4 separate regions of the Mus musculus genome follow, and all the other regions are linked to region 1. The links are chromatin contacts, called in public HiChIP or PLAC-seq and promoter capture Hi-C maps. All regions are on one chromosome and are shown on one strand. The core of a region is the stretch at or near the end of the contact, and the rest is flanking DNA. Distances in the headings are between cores, read along the strand shown. Region 1 holds the start of Birc3 (baculoviral IAP repeat-containing 3). Region 2 has its middle 15 kb from the start of Gm31639. Region 3 overlaps Gm31639 (a long non-coding RNA gene). Region 4 holds the start of Mmp12 (matrix metallopeptidase 12).

The links. Promoter capture Hi-C pulls out the DNA fragments that hold promoters and counts their contacts. HiChIP or PLAC-seq counts read pairs in DNA pulled down with a chosen protein or histone mark.
Region 2: a CTCF HiChIP or PLAC-seq map of CD8 T cells shows a contact between it and region 1, with 6 read pairs. The contact joins the enhancer-like site here to the promoter of Birc3 in region 1. A contact is called at or near these places in 4 of 39 promoter capture datasets (the C10 cell line, embryonic stem cells, hippocampal neurons and 1 more), 1 of 15 datasets of contacts at CTCF or cohesin (CD8 T cells), 1 of 484 Hi-C or Micro-C datasets (Th1 cells) and 11 of 115 datasets of contacts at active chromatin or transcription factors (the 230-238 cell line, CD8 T cells, bone marrow-derived dendritic cells and 7 more).
Region 3: a contact with region 1 is called in a promoter capture Hi-C map of pre-B cells. The contact joins the enhancer-like site here to the promoter of Birc3 in region 1. A contact is called at or near these places in 6 of 39 promoter capture datasets (the 3T3-L1 cell line, the C10 cell line, cranial neural crest and 3 more), 1 of 15 datasets of contacts at CTCF or cohesin (CD8 T cells) and 5 of 115 datasets of contacts at active chromatin or transcription factors (the 230-238 cell line, CD8 T cells, bone marrow-derived dendritic cells and 2 more).
Region 4: an H3K27ac HiChIP or PLAC-seq map of bone marrow-derived dendritic cells shows a contact between it and region 1, with 2.9 times the contacts expected there. The contact joins the promoter of Mmp12 here to the promoter of Birc3 in region 1. A contact is called at or near these places in 2 of 39 promoter capture datasets (the C10 cell line and hippocampal neurons), 2 of 115 datasets of contacts at active chromatin or transcription factors (bone marrow-derived dendritic cells and bone marrow-derived macrophages) and 1 of 9 other capture datasets (macrophages).

The regions. Positions count from the first base shown.
Region 1 is chr9:7,869,920-7,877,067 of GRCm38.p6, reverse strand. Birc3 (baculoviral IAP repeat-containing 3) reads left to right here and starts at 3,898. Exons shown (of 9, transcript NM_007464.3): 1 at 3,898-4,245.
Region 2 is chr9:7,236,912-7,244,059 of GRCm38.p6, reverse strand. No RefSeq gene overlaps it. Among named protein-coding and RNA genes, the nearest start is that of Gm31639, 15 kb to the left of the region's middle. Within about 2 kb of position 3,854, at least 22 of the 459 cell types and tissues checked have an H3K27ac peak or open chromatin away from gene starts, as enhancers often do. A contact at or near this core is called in CD8 T cells, Th1 cells, effector CD8 T cells and 1 more, where this site is marked.
Region 3 is chr9:7,255,849-7,262,996 of GRCm38.p6, reverse strand. Gm31639 (a long non-coding RNA gene) reads right to left here. Exons shown (of 5, transcript XR_379095.2): 1 at 6,730-7,148; 2 at 5,197-5,310; 3 at 1,523-1,595. Among named protein-coding and RNA genes, the nearest start is that of Gm31639, 3.9 kb to the right of the region's middle. Within about 2 kb of position 2,831, at least 12 of the 459 cell types and tissues checked have an H3K27ac peak or open chromatin away from gene starts, as enhancers often do. A contact at or near this core is called in pre-B cells and pro-B cells, where this site is marked.
Region 4 is chr9:7,342,848-7,349,995 of GRCm38.p6, reverse strand. It overlaps Mmp12 (matrix metallopeptidase 12), which reads right to left and starts at 2,622. Exons shown (of 10, transcript NM_008605.3): 1 at 2,458-2,622; 2 at 1,164-1,411; 3 at 125-273. The coding sequence starts at 2,571.

The DNA.
Region 1 (7,148 bases), core at 2,649-5,148:
GGCGGCCCCCTATCTTTGCTGCCCAAGATGCTTCTGGGCAGCCCTACTGGGTCCCGCTTTCCTTCTTGTACTTCCATTTCGGCTGTTAGCCCCTCTTGTTCCTTCCTGGCATGGTCCTTCCTACTCCTTCTCATGGAAGAGATTCTTTCTTTTCATCTCACGTTCATCCCCCAGGAACCTAGAAGTCCTGCCTCTTTCATCTTGCCCAGGCATTGGCCATTGGCTCTTTATTGATCAATCAAAAATCAATTGGGTACAGGGACGTTTAGTGTTTGGACATGCTGATTCCTGATTTGGGGGCTGAATTAAGACAAAGCATTAGAACCAATTCCCAACACAACCCTCCACAAGCTGTCCTCTGAGTTCTATATGCTGTGACACGTGCACACACACATTAAAAAAAGTATAATATAAATGTTTAAGATCTGTGTGCTTTGATGCCAGATAAATGTAACTCATCATAATATCATCAGGATAAATTAAAGTAAGCTGCAATTTATTAGGGGCAATTCTCATCGTTACAGAATTGGCTAACGTTAAACAATGTTTCTTTGCTCAGTTGGATCTTCATGATGAGTTTGTTAAAACTGATCCGGTTGTATTTATCTATCCTTTTAATTTTGAGACAGGGTCTCATTGTACAGATCAGGCTGACTCAGAGCTTGCTATGCACACTAGGCTGGCATCAAATTCCCAGAGATCTACCAGCCTCTCAAGTGATGGTCCTGAAGTCATGCCACCAAGCCTGACCCTGGCTATGTTTTCCTTACAGGATGCCATGAAGTTCCTCAACCAGGAACTCTCTTCCTGACACTGTCACTTTGGAATCAGGATGGCACAGTTTCTTTTGAATTTTATTTTCGTGTTTGGGAGGTAGAGGATGGCAGATCTCTGTGAGTCCAAGGCCAGCCTGGTCTACGTAGTAAGCTTTAGGATAGTCAGGGCTCAGTGGTTAAGAGCACTGACTACACTTCCAGAGGTTCTGAGTTCAAACACCAGCAACCACATGGTAGCCCACAAAAGTCTGTCTTGGGATCTAATGCTCTCTTTTGCTGTGTCTGAAGACAGTGACAGTGTACTCACACACATGAAATAAATAAATCTTTAAAAATTGTTCTATTGGCAGGGCTGGAGAGATGGCTCAGTGGGTAAGAGCACTGACTGCTCTTCCAAAGGTCCTGAGTTCAGATCCCAGCAACCACATGGTGGCTCACAACCACTCACAATGAGATCTGATGCCCTCCTCTGGTGTGTCTAAAGACAGCTACAGTGTACTTACATAGAATAATAAATAAAATTTAAAAAATTGTTCTATTGGGAAGGTGAGGTTCAACAGGACTTTTTATGGTATTTTGTGGTGTGAAATCCTCAGGAAGAAATCATGACAGCCTTTGAGGGAGAAATATTTTCAATTATTTAATAAAACACCTGGGATGTGTCATGGGGTGTCAAGCCAGGGTCTGGGAGCATTCAGCCTGGCTTTCATACTGACAGCAGAAGATAACTGGCTGAACAGAGTGAATGAAGGTTATATGTCCATCTCTCTACTTTCTTCAAATGTTTCCTTAATAATGTCTGTCTGAAAGCCTATTTAGGTTTGGAAACTGGCTCAGCACTCAAGAGAGCATGCTATTGCAGGGGACCAGAATCCTGTTCCCAGCAGTCACACCCCCCTTCATAACTGCAGTTCTAGGGCATCTGCTGACCTTTCTGGCCTCTGTGAGCATTGCACTCCTGCACACACACACACACACACACACACAACACACAATACACATAACTTGAAAATAAATTAATAATATTTTTAGATGGCTATTTAGTGAGCTACTACTGAAGGTTTAAATGCAGGTCGAGAATGGAGAAAACCCAGAAGATTGGTTAGCTCAATTTATTAATCAAGATATCAAGATGCTCAGCAGCTATTATGTACAGGTACCCTGTTGATGCTAGAATAAAGCATCTAACAAGAGATATACTGTCCCTGCTCATATACATTAGAGTTTATCCAGAAAGTAATGGATCTTTTGTTTTGTTTTGTTTTTTTGTTTGTTTTGTTTTTCGAGACAGGGTTTCTCTGTGCAGTCCTGGCTGTCCTGGAACTCACTCTGTAGACCAGGCTGGCCTCGAACTCAGAGATCCACCTGTCTCTGCCTCCCAAGTGCTGGGGTTACAGGCGTGCACCACCACTGCCTGGCTGAAAGTAATGGATCTTAAGTACTATCTATTTTCAGGCATAGTCTAACTCTGTTCCAGGCTCAGTTGGAGGCTGTCCACTGCTCCAGCTTCTCAAGTTCCACATCACTGGCTTGGCTCTACAACTTGCTTAATAATACTAATGCTAATGCTAATGCTAATGCTACTAATAATAAAGGCCCACAGTAAAATTGTGCAAATGTTGCAAGGGAGTCTGTTGCTCTCACAGGTGTGATTCTGCTCTCAGATAGAGGCTTGAAAGTAGGTGGAAATCTCTATATGATCACAAACGAAGTTCTTCTACTAGAGCTCCTGTTGGAACTGTGGTCCCTCTCAGCTGAGCCCACAATAAGGCATTTTATCTCTAGATTGACCAGGGCAGGTTTCTCACCGCTAGATTATGTCTCCTTAAGTCTGATGCTAATTGGCTGAAGATGGAGGAAAGCAGACAAAGTTTCTCTGTGTAGCCTGGCTGTCCTGGAACTCACTCTGTAGATCAGGCTAGCCTAGAACTCACAAATATCCATCTACCTCTGCCTCCTGAGTGCTGGGATTAAAGGCATGCATCACCACTGCCTGGCAAGAGTCAAGTTTTTACAAGAACATTGATATAGCTAAGCACCTTCCCTTGAAAGAGAAAAAGCTAAAAGAAGGAATTTTGTTTTTCTAGATTTATTCATCCTGTTTATAAAACAAAATTTGACAAGGAAAAACTAAACAAAAATACAAGAAAAAAAAAACCACTAAAACAGATCAGGACAAAAAAAACAAAACAAAACAAAAACCCCAGACTTTTAAAAAAACATATTTTTAAAGATTTATTATTATATGTAAGTGCACTGTAGCTATCTTCAGACACACCAGCAGAGGGAGTCAGATTTTATTACAGAGGGTTGTAAGCCATGTGGTTGCTGGGATTTGAACTCAGGCCTTTGGAAGAGCAGTCAGTGCTCTTAACTGCTGAGCCATCTCTCTAACCCTTTCAAAATATTTTTTAAAACGTATTTATATATTAAATATGTGTACAGGTGTTTTGCCTCACGCCTGTGCGAATACAGGTGCAGTGCCTGAAGAGGCCAGAAGGCCGCAATGGATCTCCTGGAACTGGAGTTACAGATGTCTGTGAGCCATCTTGTGAATGCTGGGAGCAGAACCTTGGTCCTCTACCAGAGCAGCAAGTACTTTTAATTGCTTAGCCACGTCTCCGGCCCACAATCACACCTTTCAAATACAAGAATCAGTGTGGTTCTAGCATTTTTAAAAAACAAAGTCTTACTATGTAGCCCAGGCTGGCCTGGAACTCACAGAGATCCTCCTGCCTCGGCCTTCTGAGTGCTGGGATTAAAGGCATTTGCTGCTACCCGCAGCTGTAGTTCTGATCTTTGAAATAATAAAAATAACCTGAAATTGAGATCCATACGTGTTTTGTTTTGTTTGTTTGTTTGTTTTTAACAAATGTTCCTTTCAGCTCTCTTTCTTGATAAAAACAAAAAGTGAAACCAGAGACTTTTACAGAGTTACTCGGGTTTTTTTCCTCCTAACGTCTTACTTTTTTAACTTAGCAGTTATATTCCGGACAGTTGTGGCTCTTTTTTTACAGTGAAGGACTTGGAGGCTGCAGGAGGGAAGCGCGGTGAGGGTGGGGTGGGGATAGGCCTCTTAAGGCGGAACTCACAGGCTGCACATCTGTTTTCAATGTTTTGTAAGAGCCAAGAGCCTTCAAGTAAAAACTTTCAGTAAATGACACGAAGAGGAGCTGGGTCCAGGAAGTCACGCACAGAAGAGCCACGGAAATCCCCAGCCAGGGTGGCCACCAAGGGTGAGGAGGAAGTGCGTCTGGTTTTCACCCTGGAGTTCCCCGGAGCCCTGGAGGAAAGCACCGCAGGTCTGAGCAGCCCTGAGCCGGGCAGGGTGGGGGCAGTGGCTAAGGCCTAGCTGGGGACGATTTAAAGGTATCGCGCCACCCAGCCACACCCCACAGGCCAGGCGAGGGTGCCACCCCCGGAGATCAGAGGTCATTGCTGGCGTTCAGAGCCTAGGAAGTGGGCTGCGGTGAGTACGCGCGCGCGTGGGGATCCAGCCAGGGTCCCCGTAGTGGCTCGAGGATCACCGGGGTGACTAGATCCGAAGGAGAACCTGCAAAACCCGTTTCTATGCATCGGTGGTCCTGCGGGAGGGCGACCTACAGGTTGGCCACGCTGACCCTGGCTGCCCCCCCTCCCCCCACCCCCTCCCCGCTTGCGGGAGCTCGACTTTCTGAGTCTTTTCCGGTCTCTGACTTTCTGAGTGAGGCGTAGGTGCCGAGAAGTTGCATTTTAATTAGGCTGCTGCGGGAGGCATCTGGGAGACTTGACACAGTGAGAACTCTGGCGTCTAAGGATGAGCTTGTGGAAAGCTCATGGTTGTTTTCTTGGTGGCCAGCTCAGGAAAACACTACAGCTCTTTCTTTTTTTTTGGGGGGGGGGGGGTGTTTCGAGACAGGGTTTCTCTGTGTAGCTCTGGCTGTCCTGGAACTCATTCTGTAGACCAGGCTGGCCTCGAACTTAGAAATCTGCCTACCTCTGCCTTCCAAGTGCTTGGATTAAAGGAGTGATGGGTGTGTCAGAGACCATTTCACACTATAGCTGACTGGGGCTTTGAACTTCGGAAAAATCCTCCTGCCTTAACCCCTTCAGTGCTGGGATTATAGGCCTGAGTCACTGTACTCAATTTCTCAGCAGTGCTCTTAATCTAGCCGGTAAATCTCTGGAGTCGTTTCTGTCTGCCCCAAGCCAGGTTCTGATCATCCGTTGTAAAAAGCAGGTGCCATTACTATCCCCTTTTCGCACCTAGGAAACTGAGGCACGAGTGGCTTTTCTTAGTCTCACTATGGAGCACTGGTTGGGCTGGAACTGGATAAGTAAACAGGCTGGCTTTGAACTCAAGGAAACACTGACGTCTACCCACCTCTGCCTCCAGGGTAATGGGATTAGGGGCGTGTCTGGCCACTTGGTGGTTTTCTTGCCCAACATTACACTGTTGGTGGAAAAGGGACTGACTCTCTTGAAATCCTGTGATGTGAGACTCCAGAGCATGGGAGTAAATTGCCACGAGGTCAAGTTAGCAGTAATAGGGGGAAATTAACAAATGAAAGTGCCATGAACATGCTGGGCACAGCCAGCTGTGCTAAGAAATTCTTCCATGCCAGTGTTTGCTGGGGTTAGTAGTGCAGGTCTGTAATCTTAGCACTTGGGAGGTGGAGGCTGAAGGATCAGGTGTCCAAGGTCAGTCTGGGCTGTGTGTCTCACACAACAGCAGCTAGGCACTGTAGCTGCAGCTACTACAGAGGTTAAAGCTTATTTCCTATTCTGTAGGAGATATGGTCCAAGGTGGAGGGAGGAAGATGGCACAGCTAATTGCTCCAGAGGGTGGGGGCACACAATAGTCTCTGGGTCTACTGGACATGGTAGTGTAAGCAGAGAAGAAACTGGGGTGCCAAGCTCATCTATAAGGAACCACTGGAAAGAAAGAGGGCTCCTACACACTGATGTGGACTAGGGCAGGGATCAGAACAGGCCTAAGAGGAAGCAAATTTTATTTTATGAGTATGGAGAGGGAAAGGTGCTGGCACACGGACTGGCTGTCTGTGTGGAAATGTGGTTCATAAACAAATGTTCTGCCGGCTTGCCAGACTCAGGAGTGGCTGGAGTAGAGACTTCAGCATTACTGTATAGAGGGACAAGGACCCTGCGGGGTTTGAGGAAATATGAAGAAGAGTCCTTCAGAGTAGTAGGAGGGCCCATGAAGGGGCACTTGTTTCTCTGAGGTGGCCAATAGACCTGTGAACAGAGGGCAGGCAAAGGAAGGCAGGCTGAGGGCCTCACCTAGTGAGGAACGGAGCCAGCTGAATGAAACAGTGATCTTGGAAGGACTGAGGGTTATTTCTACAAATTCGGCTCAGGATGTAGAGAAAACAATTGCGTCTGTTGCTGGGGACACAAACTAGTCTAACCTCTAAGGAAATCAGTGGAACAGACCCTCGAAAGGTTGAAAACAGAACCACCATAGGACTGAGCTCTACTGCTCCTTGGCAGGCACATGGAGGAGTATACCTGAGTACCCTGTCACTGCACTGTTCCTGTGAGGACACACCATGGCCAATACAACTTATAAAGGAAAGCATTTAACTGAGGCTTGCTTACAGTTTCAGGGGGAAGTCCATGATCACCACGTGGCAACATGCAAGCGGGTGCTGGAGCAGTATGTCTTAGTTAGGGTTTTACTGCTGTGAACAGACACCATGACCAAGGCAACTCTTATAAGGTCAACGTTTAGTTGGGCTGGCTTACAAGTTCAGAGGTTCAGTCCATTATCATCCAGGAGGAACACACTGGCATCCAGGCAGACATGGTGCAGGAGGAGCAGAGAGTTCTAGATCTTCATCTGAAGGCTGCTAGTAGAATACTGGCTTCTGGACAGCTAGGATGAGGATCTTAAAGCCCACACCCACAGTGACACACTTACTCCAACAAGGCCACAGATTCTAATAATGTCACTTCCTGAGCCAAGCATATACAAACACAGGAGCTGAGAGCTACAGCCTGATCCATAGGTGGCAGGCAGAGAGAGAGAGAGAGAGAGAGGAAGATGAAGAAGAAGAAGAAGAAGAAGAAGAAGAAGAAGAAGAAGAAGAAGAAGAAGAAGAAGAAGAGAAGGAGGGGGAGGAAGAGGAGGAGGAAGAGGAAAAGGAGGAGGGGGTGGGGGTGGGGGGGACGGGAAAGGGAGAGGAGAGGAACAGGGGAGGGAGACTAGACCAGGCGTGGCCCACTCTTAGGTCACACACCTCCTCCTCCAAGGATACATCTATCTCCTAATCCTTCTTAAGCCGCCCACCGAGACTGTGGACTTAGGCATTTAGATGCTTGAGCCTATGAGGGCCATTTTTATTCAAATCACCACACTCTGTTTATTGTGTC
Region 2 (7,148 bases), core at 2,605-5,104, 630 kb after region 1:
GTTTAATCAAGAATGGAATAGCAAGGTGGACCTGGAATGCTACACTAAAGGAACACAACTAAAGTTGCCAGTGTGAGTGTCCCAGTGATCTCAGGGCGCAATAAGCATCCATCAGTAAGAACAAGCCATTACAGAATATCAGTTTGATTTGAAGAATGTGTGCTTTGGGTAAAAGAACAAACACTTTTCACCTTTCTAAAAGACACGTGTTTTTATAAATGATCGATTTAAGTTATGCTGAACTTTGTGGCCAAGGTTCAGTCCATGAGAGATTTGAGTACCACACATCAGGAAGAAATAACTTCTGTTCAGGTAAACAGGATTATGGCATGACCCTTCTTTATACACTAGGTAATAGGAAAAACAGAAAGCAGGAGGAGGTGAGTTTTATGGAAGCATGTTGAATGAAATAACTACTTGAAATAACACTGAAATGGGTTGATATTATATTCCATAGACTATAGGAAAACATAAAAGATTTTTGAATGATGCCATGTGTTAAGTTGTATATTAATCACTGGTATGAAGTCCGACTAACCTACTGTGGGTTCATTGTCTGGCAGATCAGCATGTCTGCAGTGATCTTCTATGCAAGTGAACACAGTAATAATCAGCACTGTGTGAAGAGAATAGAATGGTTGGGGCAAGAGCAGAGCCAGAGGCAAGGGCCTCCTTCCAGCAGTCAAGGCCTGGACTCACGAGGGCTACAGCATGCTCAGGGCTTAGGGGGTGAATTGAAGGTACAAGTAAAAAACTCATTTGAAAAGGCAATTCCACTTTTTACCCCCTGAAACATATGAGAGAAAAAAGCACATTAAAAAAACCCAAAAACAAAAACAAAAACAGAACAAAAAACAAAAAACAAAAAAAGAAAATCTTTCCAAACTGCTTGTTTAAAAAATAACTTTCACATTCTAAATTGTCACATTCTTCTCTCTTCTACCAGCTATGGTGGGAAATTTGAAGACCAGTTACTCAGATTCCAAACAAATGTCATACTTTTTTGGTTTTTAACTACGATTTGCCCAGCCATAAATAAATAAATAAAGTAACCAAGAGTTGACCAGGGTATCTGTTTATGTTCTCTAAAACTATAGGTTAGATCCCCAGCGGTTTCAATTTTGCCAGGAATCTTAACCACAGTCATAAAATTGTGAAACTACATAGACTGTAAAGCAAAAGGACAGCCTGCCTGAGAGGAAAGGAAGGAGGGAGAGACATGCTAGACTGAGCTTCAGCTGGCAGGGAGTAGGAGCTTCCAAAGAAGTCACCATGAGTAGGTAGGTTGCTTCTCAACTGCCTCTGAGCAGATCATAAAATCAGCTATTGATCCTTAACCCATCCTTACTGTCTCTCACTCCTCAAGTATTTAGTGAATGACAATAGGAATCCAAGTATTTTCTAGGTAATGGGGATAGGAAGAAACGTGTCTATCTTTATGAGGGTTATAATTTAGTGTGCATATTCGATAATTTTCTTGATCAAATACAAGAGGAGAAAGCAACTTAATAAAGGAAGGATCTATTTGGCCTTACAGTTTGAGAGGATAGAGTCCATCAATGGGAGGAAGGCATGGTGCTAAGCAACTCTGACTGCTCCCATCTCAGCGTACCAGGAAGCAGAGACAGGTTGTGAAACAGGTTTGGGCTCTAAACCTTCAAACCACCTGCCTCCTCTGGCTTGGCTTTACCTCTAAAGAGCAACTTCTCAAAACAGTGACACCATCTGGGGGCCATGTGTTCAAACACAGGAGCCTGAGGGGGACATTTTACATTCAATTCAGTAACCTTAATCGATGACAAATATAGTGAGCATGCTAGGTAGTGACATAGGCCGTGTAGTAAAAGAGAGAAAGAAGGGAGGAGCAGAGGCTGTCTGGTGACAGATCAGAGAGTGCACTTAATATGTGTATTGTAGTAAAAGCATGAAGAAAGCAAAAGTAAGTGATTACTGTCTCCCCACTAGTGATAATGATAACGATAGTGATTCAGTTTGTTATGCTACATCCATCATCTTCATCACTGATGATGATAACCATGGAGCTCTGTGTTGCTGAGATGGTAAAACATGCCAGCACACACTGGTCTCCCAAGTTATCATAATCTTGTTTTTCATCAGCACCCACATACATAATATTTCTAAGGCCTGCCACTTTTATCTCTTGGTGTCACTCCTTAATTCAAAATCCATCTCAATTTGCCCGTGTGTTAGCCTCCAGACCTGTCCACTCAGTCTCAATGTGCCATCCACATGAGGGAGTCTGACTAGAGCTGATGTACCTTGATAAAGAATATAAACACTGCCTTCCTTGGCTCAAATGCCTTACAGCTTCTCCGTCACATGAGGTTATTATCCAAGACTGTTATCATGGCAACCAATGTCCTCCAATACCTGATACATTCTCCACTCACGTCTTCTAAATAGTGAATCATTTCTTTCTAGCATACAACATGTTGCTTGTTGAATGTGTGTGTGTGTGTGTGTGTGTGTGCGTGTGTGTGCTCTTTCCCCTGCCTTGGGTGTACTCGCTAACATTTTATTTCTGGATAACTGATATATTGTTCAAATTCTATTTCAGGACTGCCTTTTCCAACTTGGGTTACATAATGAAGCTCTTTCTTAAACAAAACAAAACACAACACAACACAACAAAACAAAACAGAAAAGTCCATGGTGACATTATGCTATCAGTCATACTACTCTTTGAAATAACTACTGTCTAAGTATGAACTTTCCCCTTCTCCACTTCATGAGACTTCAGGTCTCAGTCCCTATCAATAAACATCTTCCCTGATCTTTAAGTCCAGGCTTAGCTCTTCCTCCTCCAACCAATTTCACTTCAAGGCCCCTAACACCTTGGGACTTAATTATAGTTTAACCTCTGTAGTTTAGCTCTAACTACAAAACTTCTTTTTCTCTGAAAGGAAGGATCAAGTTTCATAATGTAATCTCAAACAGGCAGGCCATAGCAACTCTTCTTCTCTGAGGCTAACTCTAACATTACCAGTTCCATTGTTTTGGACCTTCATACCTTAGGCCAAAGTCAGAATGCAAAGTGCCTTTTGTGAAGGCATCAGAAGGAAGAGCAGGAAGTTGAGGGATGCAAGTGGAGAACCAGAGACTGATAGAGAGAAACAAGGACAATTGAGTACCAAGTTAGTTTGCTCTTGCCCACATTCATTGCCATCCATAGCACCATTAATATTAGGACCACATCACATATCAGGTACAGAGATCATCTTGGTGGAGTCTCATAATCATATCATGAGGTGACCATTCTCACTATACCATACTGGAGAAAGCAAAGCTTACAGTGATAAAATAACTTCCCAGTATCAACACTGACTGGAAGATGAGAGTCAGGAGTTCTAACCTTAGCTCACAGCTGGTTGGATTGAGCCATTTTAGCCAGATTAAAATAACTGGGCTGTTAAAGAGATAGAATGTAGAAAGGAATCAACTGGAGCCAGGAAATGGGAGTTCTTCATCTGGGGTAGCTTCTCTACATCTGTTTTCTTTTAGAAAAATGAAGTAACTACCCTGGATAACTTCTAAGCCATATTCCAGGCTCAAACTCTCTACTAGAAGCAGAATCAAGATCAGCTTACATTTAATGTCTAATTTATTCTATCTAATTCTAATTGATAGAGGGAGGTTTGACAGGGAGTCCATGAAGAGCAAGGCAGGGTTGACCGGGGAGTCTGACAGGGATTTTAATGAGTGTTTCGAAACAAGAAAGGAAATACCATAAAGAAGAAACATAAGGAAGAAATTCAAGCAAGGCTAAGAAGAGAATGAGTAAAAGGAAGAGGCAGGTGAGTCACATACACAGGAACTAGTAGGTTTTCTGGGCTGTGGTAGGAAGTACCTTTACAGCAGGAAGTGGGTATAATAATCAAATTAGTCAAAAGATGACCTGCTGGGAAACTTGTCTGCAATGCTGGGATATCCAAAACTTAGTAACTAGGGCAAACCCCCTTATCCAGAAAGTTTGATGTGTTTGTGCAGACTAGCAAAGAGATGGTTTTCCCCTTCTTGTTGTTACCTATGGGTGCTAGACAGATACAGATATCTCACAAGAAGTTTTTAAGAGATTTTACTTAATGTGCATGTGCACACACACACACACACACACACACACACACACACACACACAGAGAGAGAGAGAGAGAGAGAGAGAGAGAGGTGCAGGGACATATGGGCATGGGTGTCTGAGATAGCCACACAAGGTAGCTAAAGTCCCAGACAGCTATGAGCTGCCTAAAGTGAACCCTGGTAACTGAACTTGGGTCTTCTACAGGAGAAATGCATGCCTTTAACTGCTGAGTAATATCTTCAGCTCTGTACAGGACTTTTCCAAAGGATAAGTGCAAAACAGGAGATTGTTCTGGAGTATCATACTAACATCACTTGAGCCAGATTAAAATGCTTGAGGAGAGGAGAGAAGTGCTTCCGCTGGTCTTGTTAAGAGGGAGGGGAGGCTGACACCTCAATGTGGTGTGAGCTGGCTTGTAGAGAAAATTGCTGAGGTCTGTGTGGTACATGGTTGGGTTTCTAAAGCTAGAGCTGGAATTGTTTCTTAACCTTTCCCCCCTAAAATATAAACTCTTTCCAAATGTACAAGTCCCTTCAACTTTGTGTCTTCCTTTTTGAAATCCTAGTAATTATCTAGGAAGAATATACTTAGTGAGACCCCAGGGCTCTTCCGGGAAGATCCTTCCACTTCTGCCTCTCTAAAGAAAGAGTTGGGCTGTTTTCATTTGCAATACTTAATCAAATCACTAACTTTGTCCACTAATTATACAGGACAGTTCTCACCAAACTCGAATATTTTTCCTAGGAGAGAACATTGAAAAAAAATTCTCTTTTTCCCTCTTGTTTCTGAAATGAATTTTCTGTGATTATAGAAGTAAGAAAAGCTACACTTGAGATTTCAATGTTTATAGTGCTTATGAAAAAGCTCCACAGGCCGAGCTAGAGCGCTCCATTGGAAAGGAGTGCAGAAAGCAACTGAGAGGCTTGTGTGTTACTGTGTGTGCATGTATGTTACCTTGTGTGCATTACCACATGTGCTTTACCATGTGTGCATTACAGTGAGTGTGTTACTTTGTGTTACTTTGTGTGTTACCTGGTGTGTGTTACTACTTCTGTTACTGCTTGTATTACTGCGTGTGTGTCACTGTGTGTCACTGCATGTGTTACTGTGTGTCACTGTGTGTGTCATTGCATGTGTGTCACTGTGTGTGTTACTGTGTGTGTCACTGTGTGTGTGTGACTACATGTGTGTCACTGTGTGTTATTGTGTGTGTCACTGCATTGTGTCACTATGTGTGTTACTGTGTGTATCACTGTGTGTGTTTCTGTGTGTGTCACTGTGTGTGTGACTACATGTGTGTCACTGTGCTTGTTTCTGTGTGTGTCACTTTGTGTGTCACTATGTGTGTCAGGCACTATGCTGGGCTCTGTGCATTTTTCTACTACTTCACTTCTTTTTCTTGTGGCTGTTTTCAAGTTTTGTTTTTATTTTACTGTGATTCTTATTTTGGTTAACTAGAAGGGAGAACATAAGGCTTGAAAGAAGTACCTTCCAGGGTGTAGGGTATGAGCCCAGGGCTCCAACTCTCCTCACCGGCCTGCAGGCTTTTACCTTTTCCATGGCTGAACTGATCCACAAGACACTCAGAGAGAAGTGTGGAAATAGCAACAGCTACAGGAGGGCTGGAGTGGATCTGTCCCAGGGAGGCCAAAGCTTGAGGCACAGCTAAGAGAAAGCAACATTGTGAAAAGCTAGTGTAGCTGGCTGGATCTGGTATGGTTTTCTCAAACTTCTGGTCCTGTGATCATCAAACAAGAGCTGGAGAAGTCTTTGACCACATTATTGAAGCGGCTTGACTGTACCATGGCTGAAAGTTAGTGGCATTATTTGTAGCAACACTGAGTAGAACACTAAATCTATCCTAAGAAATGCTGCCAATGATCTAACTCCAAATGTCCAGGTCCTGTTGAAAAATTACAAACATGGATAACTAAGATACGTCTCCAAGTAAGAAATTTGTATGGCAATAGTCTCTGAGAAAAGAAATTTAGGTCATCATTTCTTCATATACAAGTCATCATACAAGACAATCATTTCAAAAGAGAATTATAAATACATTTATGGAGTTCAAAGAGGATTTGAAGACATGCCTGAATGAGGATTGTAAAATCACAAACAGATGAATGATGAAACAAAAACAATTCAAGATATAAAAACAGAATTTAATAAAGAGGATCTCTGAGGAGAAGCTAAACTAAATTAAAACCCAAAATGAAAAATTTGGTGGTCATTTCAAATTCTCAGTAGAGAGCCTCACCAATATGTTGGATCAAGTGGAAGAGAGAATAACAGGTCTTTAGGATAAGGCAGAGGAATTGGATCAAAGAAAATGTTAAATCTAAAATGCTCTAAAACAACTTTCTTGGCCTTATCTTCCACATACTCTCCATCTTTCTTACTTACTATGTCAACATTTTTAGTTATTGGAAATTACTCTTACACACAGTGAAGATGTTTGATCAGGTGGGCACCATAAGATCGTTATTCTGGGAAGGAATAAGAAGTATCAAGGATATTTAACTACTCAGATGAGGTCTCTGTGGGCAACCAGAATATTGGTGCAGCCATCAGGGTACACATCTGATGACAGTGCATACAAATGAGGCAGGAAGAGCTATAACAGGCAACTTGAAGGCAACAATCTTCAGTTGCCCCCAATTGGCTATGAAGAAGGAAGGGACAAAGAATAGCTGTGTGACAGCTGTTACCATGCTGAGAAGAAAAACTGCAAAGGAATCTTAGCTATATTGAAAAAGATGTTACTGGGGAAAATGTGGACTGTAGAGCCATGCAGAATGGAAGCAGCCACACTGCACAGGGACAGAGGACAGAGTATATTATGGGAAGACTATAAGAGAAAAGCCAGGACATCAGCCTGAGGAAGTGGGCCTAGTAATGAGAGGAGTGAGAAAAGCTATGGTGGGTCATGGAACCTAGGCAAGCAGTAGGTAAGAGTCAGGCTGTTTTGATAGCATGGAGACTGGAATGAGATCAGTATCAAGAAGGAACAGGTGATCTAGGAAAACCAAAACAAAGGAAGGCTTTGTAAAAA
Region 3 (7,148 bases), core at 1,582-4,081, 610 kb after region 1:
CTCTGAACATTCATGAATGGACTGGTAACAGCCAGCAGACAACAAGGTTCTAGAAAATGAAGGTCATTACATACATACATCGTGCATCCATTGCTGGGTTGGGGGGAGTGGCATCTATCATAACCTCATTTGAGGTTTGGGGTTTGGAGAGACATACTTTATTTGTAAATATGTATTTTGTACTCATTGGGGATTTCATTCATGTGTCCCATGTACATTAATCACTACTATTTCTCATTCATCCTTTCTGATTCCTTCTGCAAACCCATACATCTCTGGAATAAGACAATGCAAACTCCTCTTTCACTGAGTTCTTACAGAGCCAAAGCACTGATAACTGAGTCATTCCTTACCCCTACTTGACTTCAGTTATTGTCTGTTCAAGAACAAAGCATATTCCTGTGTGCCAAGTAAACATTTATGGGTAAAAACAAAGACCCCATTTCTTCCTTAGTGACTGTCAGTGTGGAATGCAAGCTATGCTTTTCTGAGGATTTTGTCACTCGGACTGGCTAGGTAGCAGAGAGTTCATGTTCATTGATAGAAGATAGAAAGAAAAGATGAGTCATCCTGAGTGTTCTATCCTGAAGACCCACAAGGTGGAAAGAGGCAAAGGAGAAGAGAGACCTTTATAAGGTAAAGGGGAAAGGATTGAAGGAAAGCAGGTAGTTAGGAAAGGAGTGCCATTTATTCTGAAGTGAACTGGGAACCAGGCACGTCTCTGTGAGAGCTGCCAGCAACGTAGGCAAGTCCTTGCAGATGTTTATGAGCTTATGTAGAAAGCCACAAAGGCTCACAAGACTGGGAAGAATTTTCCCAGAAAAAAAAAATGGGTCAAGGAGATTCACTATTAGTTTCCCCTAATGTGAACCCGCTCACCTAAGGCCAGGACCCTTTCAGTCACGAGTTCAACTGTCCATGGGATAATAAAAGCCATCTGTAGGAAATGAGCCTTTTTGCCCTTGTAAAACATCATTCAGCATATTGTTATTTTTTCCAAAACCAAAAATTCTTTCCAGAATTTCCAAAGGTTGGCCAACATAAGTGATTAGGCATATTTGTCCCTTCTCATCCATTATCCAGACTGCTAAAATGAGTCAAATCAAGAGTGACCCCTGACCAATCTTCCTCCAACATTAATACTTTCCACAGCTCTGGAAAGTCCTGCACCTGACAGCGTGTGACTTCAGATTGCTTTCAGCACATTGCATAATGAGTAAACATGCAGACACCCATCAGCATGTCTCATTGGCTCCAGGGTACTTTGTCTCATCCAGATTAATTCCTTTGAACCAGTTGGCCTCAGTGTTACTCATCTTCTTATTAGGGGACCTAGTCATTTCATTGGGGGCAGGGACTCTTACAGTGCCAAGAAAGGCACTGAAGTTCCTCAAAATGTGGGAATGAGGTCAAGGGACATTCTCAAATATCAGGTGTAAAAGCCAAAGATAGTCTCCTGGTTCAGTCCAGCTAAGCTCTATCACATTCAGCCTACTACCTTCTACCTTCAGTGATGACTAACCTTCATAGGCGCATCCTTGAGCTTCACAGGGCATCTCTTGTAATTCTACCTCCCAATCAATTCAAGAAATAATCTAGAAAGCAAAAAATGACATCATCATAACATATAACTTGAGATGAGAAATATTAACATGAAAACTGCTTAAAATAATTCAACCTCTTCAATCCTTCCCCTCATTCAACCTTAGGGTTCTCTGACTTCAGTCCAATGGCAGGGTGTAAGTATCTGCTTCTGCCTCAGTCAACTGCTGGTAGGGCTTCTCAGAGGACAGCCATGCTAGGCTTCTCTCTGTAAGCACATCACAGCATCAGTAATAGTGTTAGGCCTTGGTGCCCCCAACCCCAGTCCCGTGAGATGGATCTCAAGTTGGACCAGTCATTGGACCATCTTTCCTTCAGTCTATTCTCCATCTTTGAACCCGTAGTTCTTTTGGATAGGAACAACTTTGGGTCAGAAATTTTGACTGTGGATTAGTAACCCTGTCCCTCAGCTTGAGGCCCAGAGTGACCCCAGAGGAAGATCAGCAGTCTCAACCAACCCAGACCCCAGGGAGCTCTCAGAGACTGAGCAACTAACCAAGAGGTTATGTAGGCTGGTCTGAGGCACCTAGCACAAATATAGCAGAGGTCTGCCTGACCAGGCCTAAGTGGGAGAAGATGAGCTTAATCTTCGAGAGTCTTGAGGCCTTAGAGAAGTGGAGAGGCTGAGTGGAGGGGTAGCACTCACTCCGAGGATGGTGGGGGGAGAGGAATGGGATGAGGAACTGTGGGAGGTGGGACCAAGAGGGAGGGCAATGACTGGAATGTAAATATAATAATAATAATAATAATAATAATAATAGAAGAGGAGAAGGAGAGGGGAGGGGGAGGGAGAGGGAGAGGATGAGAAGAAGAAGAAGAAGAAGAAGAAGAAGAAGGAGGAGGAGGAGGAGGAGGAGGAGGAGGAGGAGGAGGAGGAGGAGGAGGAGGAGGAGGAGGAGAATGCAGTGACTATAAGAATGTATGAGTGCCTAGCATGAATAAATCACCTATATTAGCCCCCTGCATCCCACCAAGACTCAGGAAACATCATGGAGGACAGGACAGAGAGAATGTAAGGGTTTGTAAATGGAGTATTGCAAAATGCTGAGTTCTGGACATAGCATGGCTGTTGCACACAGCAGTGTACAGCAACTAGAGTTGATGCAGAAGACCTGCTTGAGTTCAAGCTAGTCCAAATTCCAGCATGGATCCGGAGGGACTCTGAGGTCCCACCCTCAGCAGGGAAGATATTGGTAACTGATGGCTGTTGAGAGGGATAATCACTTTCTCTAGAGACATGGCCACTGTTAGTTTGCCCATGCACCAGTGGATGGTCCCAGATCTATGCACATATGAGCAGAACTAATTGGACTCAGGGTTTTTTGTTTTTGTTTTTGTTTTTTTTTTTTTCTGAGACAGGGTGTCTCTGTATAGCCCTGGCTGTCCTGGAACTCACCCTGTAGACCAGGCAGGCCTCAAACTCAGTAATCCACCTGCCTCTGCCTCCCGAGTGCTAGGATTAAAGTCATGCACCACCACACCCAGCAGGAGTCAGAGGGCTATTAATAACAATTAAGAAAAGAGGACATGAAAGTGGAAGAGTGATGCAGCTGGGTTGTTAGGGAAAGATGGGGAGACATAGTACTAGATAGATATGACAAAAATATAGTATATAAATATAGGAAATTGTCAAATTGTAAATGAAAATATTGAAAGAAAGAATTCAAAATGTAATTATTATAACAGACTTTGTACAACTTAGGGAGATATATTTTTGAATTATGAAGTCAAGGAAAATAATTTTTATAATAGTATAGGTTAGTTAGGAACATGACAATATTATTAACAACACTGGAAATTTTACCTAGGAAATCTTTATCTATTCATGAGCTAAAATTTATGAAGTTTCCATACAAAATATTCACTCCCAAATACAAACTACAGTGAGAAGCTTTAGTTGTGCTCAGTTAACTTAGAATTAGTGTGCAAATGTTGGTTTATTGTAGGATGAAGGATAATGTGGAAATATTGGCATCTTCTACACCAGAAAGCTGATCTGCCTTTACTAGGGGTTGAAGCTATTGAGACAGATTTTTAATTGAGTCTTTTAAAATGATCTAGCCGGCCATGGTACCACATACCTTCCATCCTCAGATGGAAGGACAGGTAGATCTCTGTGAATTAAAGTCCAGACTGGTCTACACAGCAAGTTCTAGGCCTGCTGGGGCTACATAGTAGCACCCAGTCTGGGAAAAAATTATCTAAGAGATAGAGATGTAAAATCGGTTAAGTTCCTGGCTGGCATGTGTGAAGTCCGGGGTTTGATCTTAGCACTGAAAAAACATTTTTAGCAATACTATTTTATTTTTAATTTTTCATAATCTATATATTTTATATTTTATTCATTTTTATATAATTTGGTTTCTTATTTTAATAGTATCTTTTTAAAGGTTTCTATAAGTACAATTATTTATTTCTGTGAGGAGAGGAGCATGTGTAGAGAGAACTCTGGAGGACCACTTGCCAGAGTCTGTTTTCTCCCTCACCTGTGGGTCCTGGGAACCAAACTTAAGTCCTCAGGTCTAGTCGATCGCATTTACTTGCTGAAACTTGTCAGCATCATTTTAATTGTCTATTTTGGTGATTTGTTTTAGAATGCGTAGATTTTTAAAAACCTATTTACATTCTTTATGGATTGGTAAGTTTCTAAGACAGAAAGAGTCATGTAGGGATCTGAGTCATTTACTCCAACTTCAGACAATAGTTGTGGCTTCAGCTGAATAAAAAAAATAGAAAAGGTATGCTAAGGCCGCAGACTGTGTCCTTGGGGCAGAGAGGTGATGCCTCACACCTTTAGGAAAACTTTAAAATGATTTTATGTGTATGACTCATGCCTGGGATTTCCACAATGACAAAGAAAATTAAAAAAACAAATCTATAGATAACAAGAAGATGAATTTTTCTGTTCTGTTTATTTTTGTGTAGTGGTAGTGATGGTGCTGATGTCTGTATGCTCACTCATGTGTGTGCACATATGTGTGCATGTGGAAACTGGAAATCAACCTTGGGTTTGTTGCTCAGGAGTTACCAACCTTGTTTTGTTGAGATGGGGTCTTTCACAGGGATCTGGGACCAGGGAGCGTCATAGTTCCATCTTTCATCTACCACCCCACTGCAAGATTTTAAGCGCACAATACCACACCTAGCTTTTTCACTGGGTACTATGGTTTGAATTTAGATCTTCATGCTAACACAGCAAGCCCTTCCTCTACATAGCTACTTAGCTAAAATCCTGTTCACTTTCTTAAAACTCAGTAACTTCATAAATTAAGAGAGTAAAAATGGGACCATGAGGGTGGAGAAAGAGCTCTAGAGAGGGAAAGGATATGGATGGCATTTAAGTAAAAAATGGGGAAATGGAGGAGGAATAGGTAAAGGAAGACAGTATAGAAGGAAATGGCGGTGGGGTAAATAAATAAATAAGGCTACGAATGTTTGTGTTAGCCACAGGAAAGCATATTATTTTATATTTACTTAAAAGCATACATAATGCATATAACATGCATATATATATTTAATTTCAATGACGTTTGCTACTTGGGATTATAAGCCTCCCACTTAAAGCCATAGATTATCTCACAAAAATCTCAGTACCGGGTATGTAAACCTTCTTTTGAGTTGTTGGTCAATGAAATCCAAGAGATTCCCGAATTAGCATAGGCTATTGCTGCTGCTCTTCGTTGCCTCTCAGAAGCTGAAGTGAAGTTCCTATTACAGAAGATATTATTGGACATGGGACTCCAAGGACTTGCAGCAGGATTTAACCAGAAAGGTTGTTCATAGTATGAAAAGGTGATATGCAAGGTGCCAAGATATAAAAGTAATCAAGTCCTACCCATATATATTTAGTTTTGCTGTAGAGAAAGCCACAGTTACTCCAAACGCTGAGAACTGACTCTGGGGTGCCTAATCCCATGCAGGTACAACACAATCCCCATGTCAAACATTGCAGAAGAGGTCTGGAATACTGTAAAAGTCAGAGGACTTAGAAGTAGGCTGCAAGAATGTGTCTTCTATCTGTGACCAGGAAGCTATGACTCAAAACATTTCAGTGATATGGCTGTTTAAGCAATGATCTGAATAATGACAACACCAGGTAAAATGCCAATAAAGACGGGGTGTGCCATCCCCAGCCTTGAACAGGGTCTTTCCAGCCTTGAGCATGTTGAACTGACCTTGAGTGCTTGTCACAGTGGACCTTAATGACCTAGGCGAAGTCATCTGCCTTGCTGCACATGCAAGTTCCCTCAGGAACTTAGAAGAATAGACTGCCCACTGACCTTGCTTTGCAACATAGTCTAACTGAAACAAAGGATGGATCTGTGGGTTTTCCCTAGATAAATGAAGTGCTGAATGCTAAATTTGAAGCCTTGATCAGAACCTTGTCTTGGCTTCATTCTTCTCTACCCCACCCCCACCCCCGCCTCTTTTTCATTTCCAGCCCCCCTTTCAGATAAACCCAGTTTGTCCATGGCTGCTGGACGACTACAGTGGAGGAACTCTCATAGTGCTACACCTGTACATGAAAAGCACAGACAATAAAAGACTGTGAAAAAGAATAAATTACTTTCCCCCGGGAATAAGTTCACTAAATGGTTGGTTATCCAGTGGTTATTCCCCAAAACACACATGCAACAATGCTAAGCAGATACAACAGTTTGCCCTTATATATTTATTGGATGTATATTTAAAATTGATAATTAAAGAATATGAGGCCATGAATTTCAGAGGGAAAATGAGTGGTCAGAGGGAAGCAGAAGATAGGAGAAATAATGTCATTTATATTTTAACATTTTAATTTAGTTAAAGAAAGAACTGGTTTAAAAAAGAAAATCTTAGTTCAAACATGCAAAAATAATTTAATTTTAATACATGTTTTCAAAATAAGGTAGATAATTGTAAAATCTCATATTTAACAGCAGTAGTAGTTAAGACCCTCTGCATGAGCGAAGTAACCATTGCTATAAAAGAATAAGCATTGCATTTAACCTTGATGGTGTGACTTAAAATCTGTACTATAGCAATGATAGCACCTTCTCATAGCAATTCTAATACCTGCAAACTAGAAGTGAAAATATTCATCTCAGGAAGAAGAATTGGAATTGTATAATTAAAGAAGCAGTTTACCTGGTACAGTGTGGCCAATCCTAGTCAATAATTATCCCTGACATCCGTTTGGGGCTGTTATTTGCAATTACTGAAGATTAGTGAAGATATGTTGAACCTCAATTGTGCATAAAAAAGAACATTAAAGGTTTCAGGAGACAACATAGAAGTATAGAAGATGTAATCTAGACAGAAAACAGAATCCAATAGAACTTTCACAAAGCAGTATTACAGGGCAATGGGGACAGGGGAAACTAAGGGTAGTGCATGTAGAAGTCTGGGAGATATTGGTAACAGGGATGAATATTGATCAGGTTCTGCAGAAATTTGGCACTTGGATTGACAGAGGGAAGAACAAAGGGCATTTGGGTAGAGGGAATGACATCAATGACATGCATACATTTTTTTTTAATGTTTTTTTTCAAGTTGGATAAATCCTG
Region 4 (7,148 bases), core at 1,373-3,872, 530 kb after region 1:
AAAGTCATTAGTCACCTGCATCTGTCACAGGGCATCTCAGGTCATCACACATAATGGCATAACATAGTGAGTGATGACATCATACAGCATGATGAATGACACAGGTGATGTGTAAATTGTATACCTCCAAATGCAAAAAGTATCATAATGTCAGCCTCATCTTTATGAAGCTTTCTGAATCTTAGAGGAGTCACATCACTCCAGACTTGGAAAGCTTTCTGAAATATGTAGTCTACATCCTCACGCTTCATGTCCGGAGTGTAATTATAGATCCTGTGTTGGGGAAAGAAAGGGAAATAAACATGATACCACTGGTTAATTTTGTCTTTCTAGTCTCTTAGTTCTGCACCCATGCCCATAGGAAGAACTTCCTCACAAACTGACAGTCTGGGTAAGAAAAGTGTGTTAAAGTTCAAAATAGTTTTTTTCTCTGGAAAATTTTCTCATCAATCAAAATATAACTTAATTTCCTCTTATTTATGACTTATTGGTAATTATAGTGAAGCATTTACTTTCATAGACATAAATACCCAATGTGCCAAAATTTCACATTTATCAATTTTTAATATTGTATAGACTTCTTTCTTTTATTTATTTTTAGTCTTTTTCTGTCTGTTTGCTGCTTCTCTGCTCTGTACTGACTGACAAGGCAAATGACTGAAAGTCTTTCTTCAGTGAGCAACTCTCCTCACAGAGATAATAAATTGTGTGTGTGTGTGTGTGTGTGTGTGTATCTGCCTGTGTGTATATGTATGTCCACATGTATGTGTGTGTGCGTGTAGTATGTGCATGCATGTAGAGGCCTGAAGTTGACTCAGGCATCTTCCTGAAACCTGCTCCACTTTCAGTATTGAGGTGAGGTCTCTCAACCAAAGCCAGAGACCCCTGTTTCTACTAGTCTGGCTAGCCAACTTGCCCTGAGCACCCCCTATCTCTGCCTCCCATGTGCTGGGATTACAGACAGCCACTATGCCTGGATTTTACATATCTTCTTGGGATCTGAACTCTTATCCTCAGTCTGAAGTTAACGAATGCATTTGTATTAACAATTTACAGAGGCTACTTTTGGATTTAGAACTACGTTGTAGCTAAATGGTCTAGGTTTCTAGAAGCTACACTCATAGGTAAGTAGAAAAGCTCCCCAGGGCAAACACTGACATTACCTGTAAGTGAGGTACCGCTTCATCCATCTTGACCTCTGGGGCACTGCTCTAAGATGCTGTACATCGGGCACTCCACATCGAGGGATGTGCATTATTGCCAGAGTTGAGTTGTCCAGTTGCCCAGTTGCTTCTAGCCCAAAGAACTGCTGCATTTCCTGGAGTTTTTCTTTTAGGAAGTTTCTATTGGTTTTTGTTTTTGTCATTGGAATTCTGTCCTTTCCATAATCATAAAATCTTGACAAGTACCACTAGATAAAACACAAGCATTGCACACGGTTGTATGCAGCCAGGTTTCTGCTGGGAACCCTGCAAACATGGTCAGTAGTATACTGATATTCTAGAACCAGGTATTTTAATCACAGGCTACATTATTATTATTATTATTACCTAGGGAATCAATTATAAGGAGGAAAAAATAATTTCCTACGCTATTTAAAACATAAATGATTAGTCAGATTACCAAAATTCCAGAGGAAGAACTATTTATTATTCTCCTTCTTCAGACCTGCTTCTAGGTTTTTAAGGAGCCATTTTAGCATCTAGTATATACGGGTACTTGATTGGGGAAGGTAGTTTAGTGGTACAGCAATTATCTAGCATGCTAGCAGGTCTAGGGTTAGTCCCCAGCAGTGGGAAAATCTTGACACAGTAGAAAACTTGAATGAATTCAAAGTAATAATAATGTTAGAAAATAGAGCCAGCTGCTGAGGAGGGCGATACAGAAGGGTCATCTGAGCCCACAAGTTCAAAACCAGACTAGACAACACAGTAGGATTCTGTGTAAAAAAGGAATATATATATAATTTTAGAAAATAGATGTTCAAGTTTTTTTAATTAGAAAAAGGTAAAATTTCACATCTTACTTAAAATACTTATGAATAAATATATGAGATAAATCGCAGAGAGAACATGCTGTAACTATCATAAAATCTTGAAGTGGTCACATGGACTAAGCAAAGTCCAAATCTTGCATTATTACTGGATATTAAACTACTACCTCAAATAAAAGACAAATGGAGTGAGAGACCAATACACAACACTCTATTAGAAATGTAATCTAATTATATTGAGCTAAAGTAATTTAGCCAAAGCTTTTTGTAGATGGTACAATTATTCACCAGTTTAATGACATTCTTTCATCTTTATAATCCTCTCTGGAAAACAAAACATGGTAACAAGAGAGAATCTGTACTGATTTTCAAATCGAATCACACTTTTCAACATACTATTTGCAAATTCAGCAACTATTAAAGATACAGTCAGGCTGGACCAGAGCAATGCTGTCAATACTTACTTCAGCAAATTCACTGTCATTCATGGGAGCAGCCCCACAGGCAGATACCTGTAAGAACACAATCATCATGAGAAATTTCATTGTGCAGACTCCTTTCAGCAGAGTGCAGCTCATCAACCTGTTCCCTCCGACTGCAAGTTCCCTTAAAGCCCCACTTTATATAACCCTAGTACCAGGATCTGTGACCATGAAATCCTCTATCTGACTCACTGTTGATGTCATCCCTTGATTTACTTCAGAATCATGTGAAGTAACAGCAGGTCAAACCATTGTCTAATTCATCACTCATCTCTGTACCTCTCTGTTTCTTACAAATGACCGGTAAATCTTAACTTCCACCTACTTCTACCTGAAGGTAAGACAAAACATCGATAACACAGTAGCCAAAAATACAAACAGAACTCCATTAGCAGAGTTTTGGAAAGCTTGGTATCGACAACTCTCTTTATAATTTATAATATAGGTAAAGTGCTTTAAAGTAAAATTTTAAAAAATGTGTGAAGAAAATATTTTTGCTAGAATACATCAATCCTTTATTTGTTTAAATATCAGAGAAAATTTGTACAATGAGCATGCTTTGATGTTTGCTCTATGTGCAGGCTTGGGTTCTTATATGGATTGAGACTTTTACTCATGGAAGCTGAAATCCAATCCTGACAGGTTGTCTGGGGAGATTCTGGAACTTCGTTCCTCATCTTTCATGCTATTGGAGTTCAGCACTTGCAGCTATGTTGTGAAAGACTTCCTTTCTTTCTGCCGCCTCTCCATTTCTTTCCCCCATGAAGTGTTTAAAGAATAGAAACATTCAGAAATCAAGGATTAAAACTCCCAAAGTACAATTTTGGAATGAGGCTGCTGTGTGGGCAGAGGCTCTGTTCAACACTCACTTAATCCCACCACATGCAGAGTCTACATGAAGAGCCTAGTGCATAGGTATGTGAATGGGTTATAATTTAGACTTCCAATTTCCCTGAATTCAGACATGCTGTCTACTTCCTAGTGTTAATTTTAATTCATCTTTTAGGGGCCATGAAATGATTCAGCAAGCAAAGGCACTTGCTCCCGAAGCTGACGAGCTGAGTTTGATCTCCTGGATGCGACATGGTGAGAACAGATGACTGGAAGTTGTCATCTGGTTTCTACAGGCCTACTATGCAATGCATGTACACAGAGACGTGCACAAGAAACAAACACAAACAAACAAACACACACACACTTAGCTTTAGGTGATCATGCAAAACAACAGATCCAGTAGAGTTTATAGGTGTCCTGTGCCTTGTGATCATTTGTTTTCCTTTTCTTCTAAGATAGGAAGAGGAATCCCCCTGCCCCTGTACTATCCCTGATACTTACCAAATCTTGCCTCTTTTTACGTGAGTGGCTTGACTCTAGGTTCCACTTGAGATGAGAACTATTTAACTATTTAACTTCCTTATGCTCTTGTGACAGTTAAATGAGACAGTGACTTATGCGTGCTGGTGACAGGAAAGCTGCTCACTATTATGAAGTTCCTTCCCTTTGTCCTTAATAGGGACTGTTAAGCACTAAATTTGTAAGTAGGAGAAGTTCAAGGGTTCAAAAAGGGAATGATCATGTGGTAAGCATTGTAAAGAAGTCCTTTCAAACACTGAGTTTAGCCCAAAAATGTTAAGAGGAACACAACTGTATTGGGATAGAAAGTGGAAAAATAGAGGTTTTTGGAACTACTCCTTATGTTGAAAACTACGTTGAGTGTAGTAGGTGCTCAGTAAGTACCTAGCACTGAGTCTGATTGAAGAGTGTTATGGATACTGAAAGTGAACCTCCCTGGCAGGAGCGATAGCCCTGCAAGGAGGATTTGTTCCTGGTTCATGGAAAACAAGAAGTGGTGTCATCCACAGCAAAGAGGAACTCAGTTCTTGGAAGATTTGTATGAAATGTCTCATGAATATAGGATACAAGATGCAAGGAGATAAAACAGAAAAAAGAAGTGAGAGAGTTCCCTGGACAGAAAGGAGAGTAGATAGCCATACCCACATTTTGGTTTCCCTGTGTCTCAACTCACCAGTTGCTCCAATCTGGTAAAGTGTAAGGAGAAAAGGGCTACATGGCCAACTACAAGGTACCACAAAGGTTACCAACTTAATTCCTAGACACAGGCTGACCTAATTGACAACTCAAGCTATGGCGTCCTATGATCTCAAGCTGTCACTTTAATCTCTTCAAGACAAGCTTTTCATTTGTAAAGTTGGAGTAAAAATGGTTTCTATATCAAGAACCATTATAAATATTGCATTAAATAATAGGAAAAAGTACTCAGCCAGCTGCCTGGAACATTTTTAAAGTTAGCAACAATGCACCCCCTATACTTAAAGCTTGGGGAACATCACAAAAGAGAGAGTAAAAAGATTGTAAGAGCCAGAGGCCTGGGATCCCTTCTGTATAGGACAGCAAAGCTACACCCATGGAAACTCAACAATATGGTCACCTAAGCAAGACCTTATAACTACTACACCAGGGTCAAGCCAACATGGATGGGGGAAACATGAGGCTCCTAGGTAAAAAGCTAGTTCATGCTTGCTGAGAAAGAATACATGTTCTCTGGGGCTGAGTCCCACAATACCTTATCTAATCCCCGCTTGTCATGGTCATCCTTATACACACACACACACACACACACACACACACACACACACTTTTTTAAAGCAAAAAAAAAAAGTTAGTAATGAAGACAAAGAGGAAGGTTGGCTACTGCTCAGCTCTTCCCAGAAGGAGCTACAATAAGATCCTCATCCAGGTCCATCTTCAAGGCTGAGGATCACAAGAGAGACACCACAGGGAGAAGCTGGTGGCTATCAATGATATGCAATGCTAAGGACATGTTTATGAAATGCAAAAATCACTGCTGCCCATGTTTTTAATGCTTATCAGGCTTTCCTTAAGTAGAAGGCATATTTTATAGCATAAAATTTCTAAAAGCAAATGGGTCTATAGTCATTGTTTCATCTTTAGGCAGACATCAGTACACTAGAGTGTATACCAATGATATCTGTAGCCATTTGTTATACCCCAAGAATCCAGAGGCAAATTAAAGATTGGTTATAGGAAGGAGCTATACTCACAAAATACACAGACAAATCTCTTCACTGTTCTTTCACACAATGATGGCTTATTCATACAGGAGAAAACTTTAGTTGCTTAAACTTCCCCCTGTTAATGCATGAAGAAGTGGGAGTCTTGGAAGAGGAAGTGGGTGAAGTGGGTTGCTTTGGGAGGTATTCTGGGGGCCTCCTCACTGTGTCCACTTTGTTGTGACTCTTCCCTTCTTTACCCATTTCAATTTTTCTGCAGTGGAGAAAAGTTCTTTAAAATAACAAGTTAAATACAATTACCTAAAGCATTCTTTAACAGAAAGGTTTTGAGGAATATTTAGGAAAATTAAAGTCTTGCTGAGTTTATCTCAAACAAAAACCCATCTGCCACCATCACGGGAACAGCACCTTCTTAAACGTAGCAGCTACTGGTGCTGGGTATGGTTCCTGTGGCCCTTCTAAGGGAAAGGACTGCACTGGACATGCTCCTCAATCTGTCCTTGTAAGTGAGAGGACGTGGGAGCAACTGGTACTTCAAAGGCACATCTACTGCATTCTGTGTAAGGACTCTTCCCAAGACTGCAACAGAGAGCTCTCTACTACGAAGACAGTGTCCCCATGTAGGAAGTTAGAGTGTTGGCAAAAATCTGGAATGTGTAGAGAACTATCACACTGTTGTAGTCCAGAGAAGAAGAAGAATTGGAAAGATTCAGAGAGCACCATGTGTCCTCTTCCTTAGCAAATGGCTCACTTGCAAACAAGTGTAAGCTAAGACACAAAATACAGCAGGAAGTAATGTTCATAAGTATACAGAGATGCTAATATACATACATGTGTTCACTGTCAGAGAAGATTTAAAAAAATTTTTTTTTCCTATACTAGGACTAGGGTTGTGAATCAGGGAGAAAATTTTCATTATGCCCCCATAAGACCCTCGGTTCAATTCTAGTATCATAAAGACAATGTGTGTGTGTGTGTGTGTGTGTGTGTGTGTGTGTGTGTGTGTGTGTGTGAATGTTCACATGCACTTATTCTTCTTCTCCAATAAACAGATCACTTGAATCATGACTCACATGTGTGGTCTGACTTTGACTTTGCAGCTGGGCTCATTGGAAACAGACTTGGCCTCACGCCTCAACTATGTAACCTGCAAGCTGTGCGGTTTCTCTTGAGTTATTCAAGGTTAATTTCCCTGTCTGCACATGACTATTGTGAGGATTAGATGAGAGAAGATAAGACGTTAGTCAGCATTGTGTCTGACCCATTTCTTGAGGATTACACCTGGAGCAGTGTTTCTTGACATTTCTTTTATTTATACTTCTCATAAATGGTATTTTAAACATGTTAGTTATTGCTCCAGTGCCAGGTGTTGCCAGAGAAGTGCTCCCTCCTTTATGCAGAATGAACTAAATTGTTTGGCCTCTGATGATCAGTTTTCACCTGATTGAAGATGACATGGTCCTCTTGAGAATGTCTGGCTCTATGCTACTGTACAGTAAAAAAAAACCACTTGTTTTAAGTGAAATCTCTCTAGGGGATAATTAAAAAGTTTTGGGACAGTATCTATATTGCCAGGAGATCTGGGTTATGTCACTAAAGAATATCATTCTTCTCAGGAAG